Linked DNA regions of Pan troglodytes: region 1 is linked to region 2. A link is a contact called in public HiChIP or PLAC-seq data. All regions are on one chromosome and are shown on one strand. Each heading gives the region's core, a stretch centred on a gene start, on an enhancer-like site or on the middle of the called end of the contact. The rest is flanking DNA. Distances are from core to core; before and after follow the strand shown.

Region 1 (4,320 bases), core at 1,520-4,019, 160 kb after region 2:
TAAACCAAGTTGTGCTATAAATCCATAGACTGCTTTCAATATTGAAATTATTTCATATTTTTGCCAATTTGTGGCAAAAAAATGTAAAAGACACTTTTGTGATTTGTCCTTGGTACAGTTTTGCTCCTTTAAACGTTGACTAAAACGTGCCCATGCTCAGTGTGCAGGTCCTTCAACACATTTGAAGGTGAACAGTGCTGGTCCCTGACAAACTTAAAAATTGTTCAGGTTTATCTTTAGGCACAAAGAATAATCTGTGTTCTCAAATGCCATAGTGACCTCTATCCCACGGTTCAACAGCTGTAGGGCTATCCATAGAAGCAGCTGGGCCTCTGGTTTCTCTTAGTATCATGAACCCAATATGGAAATCCTCCCCCTCAGATTTACTCACATTACTTCCCTGACCTAGACCACAAGTTAGTCCTTTCCTTCCTCTAATTCCTCCTCTCCCCTCTCAGATACAGATTTTATACTTTCCTACAAATGTTCTATGACTTTAATTAGTATTCATCATTAATTTGAAGAGAGTGTATATTCTGACATCATGATATGAACTTTCCATGTTAATGAAATTTCTGACAATTTAGTGTGCTATTGAAATTCTTCCCTTCTCTAGTGGTTATGGTTGCATTTCTAAAATCTGTTATGATGTTGGAAAAATTACATTAAAAGTAGATATCATCAATGTTTTGTTCATTATTGTAATAAAATGAAAACATCTTAGTGTTGTGTTATAAATCCTATAATTAGTCTGTAATCCTTCCCTCCCTTCCAAAGGTATTTCAGGGATTAGAGTTTTTAATTGTGCATGAGATTCATAAAGTAGGGGCACAGCCTTGTTACTACTATTACACATTTTTTTTTTCATTTGGATAATTTAGCCGTTATCACTTCAAAAAGCTATTCAGAGATGACTATAATAGCTAGTCTCTACATTTTTACATTGGATTTTTCTTTCTTCCAAAAAAATTACTGCTCCACAAACCCCAAATATATTTTTAATTTAGGGAAAAAGTGCTCATATCTGAGAAAATGTGGATTTGGAGAATATATAGAACCTTTCCTCGGGAATTCCGAAAACTCAAGCGCTCTGGCTTACCAAGTGAAGTAGGTTTTCAGGAAATCCCAGCCCCTCAGGACTCTCGATCTGGACCAATCCCAGCTGCCATAGCTCCGCGCTCCCGGGATGGGGCTGTGTTGCCCACGCCTCGCGGCGCGGGCGGACACACACCCTGCTAGGACTAGCTCAGTCCTCCCAGTTTCCCTTCCGAGATGCCTCGGAATCTTTACCACGGTTATCAAACGATTCTGTGGATCAGTAGTTCCCAACTTCTAGGGACAGACGTCCTTTTAAAATTCAACGTAACAGACCACCACCCTCCAAACAGACTGTGATAGCCGTATTTTTAAATTCTCTACTGATTGAGAAAACTCAAAAACAATTAAAAACTCCAATAGAGCCTACAGTACTTTCAAATGACTGTATATTTTAATTATAGCATTTGCATACAACTGAGTTTATCTATCTATGCTGTACGCTAAGTTTAGGGGCAGGCTTGGTGCACAGATGGTTTCGCCCACCCTTTGCACAGGGGAAGCCCCCCAGGCGCCCAGGCTGGGAGGCCCAAGTCCCGGCAGCTGCTGCGGTGGACTTAGAGGTAGCAGGTCCTGCTTCTGCCCCAAACGTTCAATGTAGTCGGATTCCCGGGGACAGCAGGGCAGTCTGCGCGCACATCGCCGGGGCATCGCAGGACACCTGCTGCCCCCTATCGGTGGTGAGAACAATAACCCGAACCCGGTTGGAATCAACTGGAAGAGGCCTTTTGAAAAAAAGAATATTCCAGGACTACGCAGTAGCCAGACGACTCTCTAAGAACATGGGTTTCCGCAGTCAGCTCCGACTGCCTCGTTTTAATGCAGTTTTTCGCAAGTGAAGGAGAGCGTGCTGGATCGAAGAGGACTCTGACACTGCTTCGGTGAAGGCGGGGAGTGGGGAAGGGGGGGTGTTGAAGGGGTTCAAGATACACCCAAGGGTCTATTTGTTTTCCACCTCCCTCTTCAGCAACCCATCTGGTCCTTATGCAAAGCACTTGCCTTCGCCCGGGATGGGGACACACATCAGAGCACAGCGTGGTGTTTTCCCAAGCCCCCGAGGCACCTGTCCCCTCACATTACACCTTGAGGAGAGTCCAGTGACCTCTGCTGCAGAGGCGACAAAGGCTCCCTGGGAAGCCGGCCTCAGTGGTGCCCAGGAATGGCTTTCAAACAGCGTGTACTCCTGTGGTCCCTTTAATAAACATAGGACTATGCTTCAGAAAAGCAAAAATAAATGCCGAGAAGTAAAAGGAAGCTATCGGTTACCCCGTTACCTCTGAAGCCTGTATATGTGAAATTTTCTTCTAAGACCGAGCATTAAAATTTGCTTCCACTTGGACATAGCCAAGATTGCTAACAGGCTGGGAACGTGTGTGTGTGCGTGTGTGTGTGTGTGTGTGTGTTGCTACATACTCTGAGATTTCTAATTTTATTTTCACCACTTTCTCCCCGCTTATTACTACCCCCCACCCCAATACACACACACTTGGCAGTATCCTGACTTCTTCACTCTTGTCCACATTTGTCTTGGCGCTCTGGGGAAGAAGGTAAGAATAGACGAACGAAGGTGCGTGCAAGAAAGGAGGGAGGGGAGGAGGTACGGTCGGCTTGCACACCAGACTGTGCTTGTTTGAGCAGGAATAGTGGCGGGGTGTCTTCGAGAGGATAACGGAAATGCCCCACCACACGCCCACAGCGCAAGTGCCGGCGTCCCCAATCGGCCAGTGGCAGCAGCAGAACCGGGGTCCACTTGGCACCTCAGGGGCTCTCGCCCGTCCGCTCTGGGCGTCGGGCTGTCCAGTTTCCCTGGGAATCTGGGAGAGGAAGGAGGCTTAGCTAGCTCTGTTCTCCCTGCCAGTACGCTGTGGCGGCGGCCCCTGGCCAGGGCCCGGCCAACTCCCCGCTCTTGGATGGCTGCAGGTGCCCAGTGGCCCATCCCCAGCGGGGGCGAAACGCCGAGCTGGCCGAACCTTCCACACGTCCAGCTCGGAGTGCGTCTCAGTCGCGCGGCAGAGGCCCCTGGGCCCGGGCGCTCTGGGTTCCCGCGGCCTGTGGGCGCGGTGCACAAGGGCGCGGGCGGGCGGCGCCAGCTCCCAGGCGGAAGGCGCGGCGGGGCCACGGTCACCGCCGCCGCCGCCGGGGCTCGGGCGGAAGCGCGGGCTCCGGGGGGAGGGGCTGCCGCTCCCCGCCAAGGCCCAGGGATCCCGGCCCCGAGCGGCTCCCGTCCGGGCAGCAGCGGATCCCAGGCCGCCCTTACCCTCGCCGGGCAGGGATGAGCCCTGCTCAGGTTCAGCCGCAACCCCGCGCGCGGCGGGGCGAGGCCGAAGCCCACGCAGGTCCGCCCGGTGTGCGTCTTTCACTCGCACACACGGAGCCCCTTGCCAGGCGCGCAGGCCCGGGCTACGAGGCCGGCTGCTCCGGCGTCTGCCACCTCCAGGACCCAGAGCCGCCAGCCCTGGGCTCCCGGCAAGCTGTGACTTCCCGGATGGGGCCATGCTTTTCTTCCAGGACAATCGGGGCTCCTCCCCTCCCAGCGATCTTTCTAGGAGGCCACCTCCAGAGATTGCGAGGCGATTTCCTCCCTGCCGGTACCAAACTGTAACTCCTCTCGCTACAGACGCCGAGAACCAAACGCTGACTATTTGGCGAGGGACCACCACCACCCAGAAAAACACACGGTTCAGTGTGCGTGGATTGTTTGCATCAGCGAGTTCATGGCGAATAGAAGTTCTCTATTTTTGATAGCCCTGATTTTCAAGCGTTTTAAAAGTTACGTTGTTCTGTTTTCTGCTTGGTCAACAACACGGAAAATGGAATATTGCTTTTTTTGTGATTCAAAATCAATTGTAGTTACAATGACTTTGAGAATTTCACGGCATCTTGTGAGATAAAATGGAGATGCGCACCTAGGTGAGAATCACTGGAGTGGATTACGTAGTGGCCGGCTGGATCCGGCTAACAGTCTCTGAGGCTCATTCCTTTTCGTTCTCAGCTCGCCCACTCTAGTAGGACTTTCATCTTTAAATTATTTTTTAATTATCATGAGGCTCTCAGTCTAAGATAGCAAAGATTGAGCGCCACATTTAAGCAGTTCTCTCAAACTAGCTTTACCTTTTTAGGGAAGTAATTCCTGGGCTAATCATTTCAGATCTGAGAACAAAAGAAGTTGCTAAAAAAAAAAAAAAACTTTTATTTACGCAGCAGATACTTATGGATCGTCTACCT
Region 2 (4,993 bases), core at 517-3,016:
AGCAGCCAACAGGCTTTTGAACTGAAGGTCTCAGTTCCTCACTGGCTATTGACCAGAGGCTACCATCAATTCCTTGCTAAAGGGATCTCTTCAACCTGGCACCTTGCTTCATTAAAGCATTATGTGGAGAAATCAACAGGGAGAGTCAACTAGCAAGATGGAAATCACAGTCTTTTGTAACTTGGATCAGGGAAATGATATGCCCTCAATGTTGCCAGGGAAGAGATCACACGAGGCAATAAATATCAGGAGGTGAGTCTCATTGGGGCCATCTTAGAGGCTGCAAAAATTTTAAAAAACTTATTATATTGATTAGTTGAACATTTAAAATGCTAAAAGTTGAACAATTATTCTTGGTACACATTAATGCATTTTAATCAGTTTCTTTGCTTTTAACATCATGTCTGGTATTTTTCTGAAGAATGTGTTTTTTAATATAATATTTAAATCTTTTTTAAATAAGATTACCTCCAATGTTCTTAAAGTTACATATTGTGATTAATAAAGTTGAAATCATTATATTCTTCATTGGAAAAAATGAAAAAGGAACAAATCTTAAACCAAATGAGACAGTGGCATAAATCAGGACCTCTCTGGGCAGAGTAGAACAATATGTACTTTTTTTTTTTTTTTTTTTTTGAGACGGAGTCTTGCTCTGTCTCCCAGGTTGGAGTGCAGTGGCGCGATCTCGGCTCACTGCAAGCTCCGCCTCCCGGGTTCACGCCATTCTCCTGCCTCAGCCTCCCAAGCAGCTGGGACTACAGGCGCCCGCCAACACGCCCGGCTAATTTTTTGTATTTTTAGTAGAAATGGGGTTTCACCGTGTTAGCCAAGATGGTCTCGATCTCCTGACCTCGTGATCCGCCCGTCTCGGCCTCCCAAAGTGCTGGGATTACAGGCGTGCAATATGTACTTCTTAACTACAGAAGCAGAGAGAAAGGGAGAGATAGAGATGATTAGATAGATAGATAGATAGATAGATAGATAGATAGATAGATGATATTGATTTCCCATGCAGATGTCAACCATCCTCATAACTGGAGGATATCATATTTCTAATGGTGAAACACTAACAGCAAAAAGTAAGGGATACCAATTGTGAGAAACAAATCACAACTGCACATCAAATGTTTGCTGACATTGGATCTGTGCTGTCTTCCAGTTGTGCCATCCTATTTTACTCCTTAAGAAATGAGGAAATTCCTATTTGGGGGCATCAACTCTCCCTCGAGAAAAACAAAGCTGCTAAGTAAGATTCCACCTAGAAAAGGGGAAAAGCATATATCAGAGAAACACATTTATACCCCCACACAAAATAATAGCATGAGCTGTGTTTTAGAGGAAATAGGGCGCTAAACCAAATTCACTCCTCTTAAATCAAAGCTTCCCCAAGTGCAAGTACATGGCCACATTGGGGAACCAGATCCAAGTTAGAGAAAAAGGAAATTTAGTGACAATGACTGTTTCTTTTACCCTTCAGGGAAAAAAATCCAAGTAGAAAGCATCTCTTTTCCAGTTCAGGTTGAAGAGTCCTTTCCTCCTGTCACATGTTTAGTTGTCCCCTGAGGTTAGCGGTGCAAGCTCACACTCTCCAGAAGAGCCACACCAACCCAGCCTAAAATGGTTACTTAGCTTCATTAAATCAGGTCACAGTGAAAAGGATAAGCTTTAATTATCCACTGAAGTGATCTTTGAATCCAGTATCTCTGTTTTCTCAACATGATCTCGTAGCAGGAATTATTTCTCTCAAGAACCACAAGAGGGAGTATTCTTACTTCTTTGTCACTGTCCATCTCTGACACTGGATAGATAGTACCCTTCTGCGTTTTTTTAATGATAAGACATATTATTAAACAAGCTTCATTTTTATTCATCTAAAATATGAGTGATTATCTGTGTGTCTTTCCTATGTATTATATCCAGGACATTTTCTTAACCAGCCATGATAAAAGAGAAAGCAGACAGTATTTCATACTGGTTCTTTCTCTCACGTTTATTATCTGGGGACTGTGAAGGAGGATTTCTTTGTCAATTTGTGTTCAGCAAGTGCAAAATAGCAATGGATGATTCTCCCTAACTAGGAGGAAAGGAATCATTTATCTGGAAATAATTATACCACTGCTTTGAGCTAACCATCTGCCTAGTCCTTAAAAGGCTAAAAGCAAACCACAAACATGATTCTGTCCATTTTCATCATATGCCTATGAGGTAAAGAGGTGATAACTAATACTTTCTTCAATGACCAAAGTGCAGTACAAATCAGGAAAGTATCGATCTTATGTAAGATACCACATTGACTGTGTCAGCTAAAGTAATATAATCTGCTAAAGTAAGCAACCCCAAATACCCACGAATTCACACACACACACACATACACACACACACACACCATACACAAGGCTTATTTCTCACTCTGGTCACTGTCTGATGGGAGTTGGGTAACTAGTCTGGGCTGCTTTCTTCCAAGTGATGATTCAGTGATTCAGGTTCCTTCTATTGTGTCACTCCATCATCTTCACACTGAATTTTCTCTTGGCTGTCAAGTAAAGAGTGGCATAATTTCAGGGGCTAGGCATGGAAGTAGTATACTTTGCTTCTGTCCCCTAGCCTGGCTAGAACCCAGTCACATGATCAACTTAGATGAAGAATGAGGCTTCCAGTATGCCAGGAAAGAGAATGCACAATTACTGAGCTTCTAGACCAGGAGTTTGTCTTGTTTTTGGTTTAGTTTTTGTTTTGAGACAAGGTCTCACTCTGTCACCTGGCTGGAGGTGCAGTGGCACAATTTTGGCTCACCGCAGCCTCCACCTCCTGGGCTCAAGTGATCCTCCCATCGCAGCCTTGTGAGTAGCTAGGACCACAGACAACAGGTGGCGTGCCATTACCACTAGTTAATTTTTGTTTTTTTTGTAGAGATGGAGTTTCACCATGTTGCCCAGACTGGTCTTGAACTCCTGGACTCAAGTGATCCACCTGTCTTGGCCTCCCAAAGTGGTGGGACTATAGACGTGAGCCACCACAGCTAATCTAGGCCTAGAGTTTTTGACATGGTTTTCATGGGATACCAAAAGTTCTGTCGGCTTAGATGGAAAAGAAATTCCATTCTAACCTCAAACTGAAATTTAGCATTTCCTTCCATTATAAATGTAGGTATGATAGACACTGGTAGTGCCCAAAGCCATTTCTACTCAGTCCATCTGATTTCAGTGCAGCTGACATAAACAATTCCATGCATACTGTCAGTGACTCTCTGCAGGTATGAAATCTCTGTGGTTTTTGTTTTGTTTTGTTTGCTTTAGAGATTTATCTGAAGTCTTGGAAGGTCACTCAGTAGATGCAACGTGCAGCTCAGAAGTGCGGAGGGTTAATAACCATGGGGAGAACACTCAAACCATGCTAAACAGTAGTGTTTATGTAAACAGACCAGTCTCGAGTTCTTTAGCAAGATTATTCTGAGGCACATTCTATAAACTTCGAAGTTTGCAAGTAGCATTGAGTTCCAGTTATTCTCAGCAGCAACCAACACAGTAAGATTTATTGGCTTTTCTCTCTTTCTTGTCTTATTCTCCTCACTGTCTCACTTCTGTTTCCTGGGACTATCTCCCAAATAAACTACCTGCACCAAGTCATCATCTCAGCCTCTGATTTCATGACAATCCAATTTAAGCATTGGTGAGGGAAGAGGCTCTAGAAAAATGCCCCTCATTATAGACTTTGAAACTGAATTACTAAACAGTCAGATAGCAACTGTCACATGTGGCAAGTGTTGGGAAAGGAGCTAACTCCTAGATTGTTGTGGCCTCACAATGACTAAGAGGCTCATCTATGGCATATTGGGATGTGGTACAGGTGAAAGGCGTATGCTGCATCTATATCACTTGAATGGTATGGGGTAAATGTAATGAAAAGAATGGGATATGTAGGTATGACTGAGAGCCTAGAATGCCCAGCTTATCCTAAACTCTAGGTCATCAAAAGCAGTCTCTGCCCCTTGCTAGAAAAGCAGCCTTCTATTGCCAGGAGACCATGCAGTGATCTTAAAGTAGATGCTTGTAAGATAATGCTTAAGGCCTGCCCTCACTTCCCTTCATTGACTCCCCTTCCCTTCACTGACTCCCGGCCAGTAGCTAAAGACCTCAGCGTAGTCCAAGCAAGGAAGAATACTTCCTGCTACAAGAGTAAATAGCTTACCAAAAGATTTGCAAATCCTGGCTCATGTGTACTGACAAAAGCTGGGAGTGGATCTTGAGAATAATAGACCTGAGGATATGGGGCATAATATAAGCCTCACAATGGGGCAGATGATTAACATGGTTGCACTCTCTCAAAAGTTAATGTACTAGCAAGGACACCTGGAGGCAGTTCCAAGATGACGCTGCAATGATTCTTTTGAGCTTGGACACGACACTGTCTTATAATAAATGAGTTAGAGATGACAGATTGTGTTCAGGGAGTTGATAAAGGGAACAAAATGATCATGGAAATGGGCATCTTTAAATTGATTAATTATGTGAGCTATGAGAACCTACTGCCTGATTATGTTCTGTGGAAAGGAAAGACACATCCTTCTTTAGGGAAGCAAGGAATGCACCGGTGAGGGGGACACCAGCATCACTGAGACACTCTTGGGTGACTCTACTTTGTAGCCCAGTATTGACTGGGGTAGATGCTATCTTGGGACTAGAATCCTTAGTGTCAGTGGGGATGGTAGAATTGCATAATAGTGGAGAACAACTAGTAGCATTTAACTATCAGAGGCAACATTGATATCATTACCATAACAGAAAGCAAGAGCATAGTTGCCACTTGTTTGCCTTGATTTGTAGAGATCTGTGGTCATGGTCATTAGACCATTGTGTCCTCAGAGCAAAGTATAAAAACAGTGAAAAGAACACCATATGCTTTAGCAGTCTGCCAAAAGGCTCAAGGCATTAAAAAAAACAAAACAAAACAAAACAAAACAAAACAGCTTTGATCAATCCTATCTCTGATA

The links. HiChIP or PLAC-seq counts read pairs in DNA pulled down with a chosen protein or histone mark.
Region 1: a contact with region 2 is called in an H3K4me3 HiChIP or PLAC-seq map of stem cell-derived excitatory neurons, with 4 times the contacts expected there. The contact joins the promoter of LOC107970716 here to the enhancer-like site in region 2. A contact is called at or near these places in 4 of 7 Hi-C or Micro-C datasets (blood, induced pluripotent stem cells and stem cell-derived neural progenitor cells), 1 of 1 datasets of contacts at active chromatin or transcription factors (stem cell-derived excitatory neurons) and 1 of 1 other capture datasets (stem cell-derived neural stem cells).

The regions. Positions count from the first base shown.
Region 1 is chr2:110,773,353-110,777,672 of NHGRI_mPanTro3-v2.0_pri, forward strand. LOC107970716 (collagen alpha-1(II) chain-like) reads left to right here and starts at 2,770. Exons shown (of 4, transcript XM_063806355.1): 1 at 2,770-2,869; 2 at 2,954-4,320. The coding sequence starts at 2,770. The coding sequence ends at 3,837.
Region 2 is chr2:110,616,440-110,621,432 of NHGRI_mPanTro3-v2.0_pri, forward strand. All of the region lies in intron 1 of LOC134809463 (a long non-coding RNA gene), which reads left to right. All of the region lies in intron 5 of LOC101057909 (a long non-coding RNA gene), which reads right to left. Among named protein-coding and RNA genes, the nearest start is that of CCDC54, 100 kb to the right of the region's middle. Within about 2 kb of position 1,767, at least 10 of the 24 cell types and tissues checked have an H3K27ac peak or open chromatin away from gene starts, as enhancers often do. A contact at or near this core is called in stem cell-derived excitatory neurons, where this site is marked.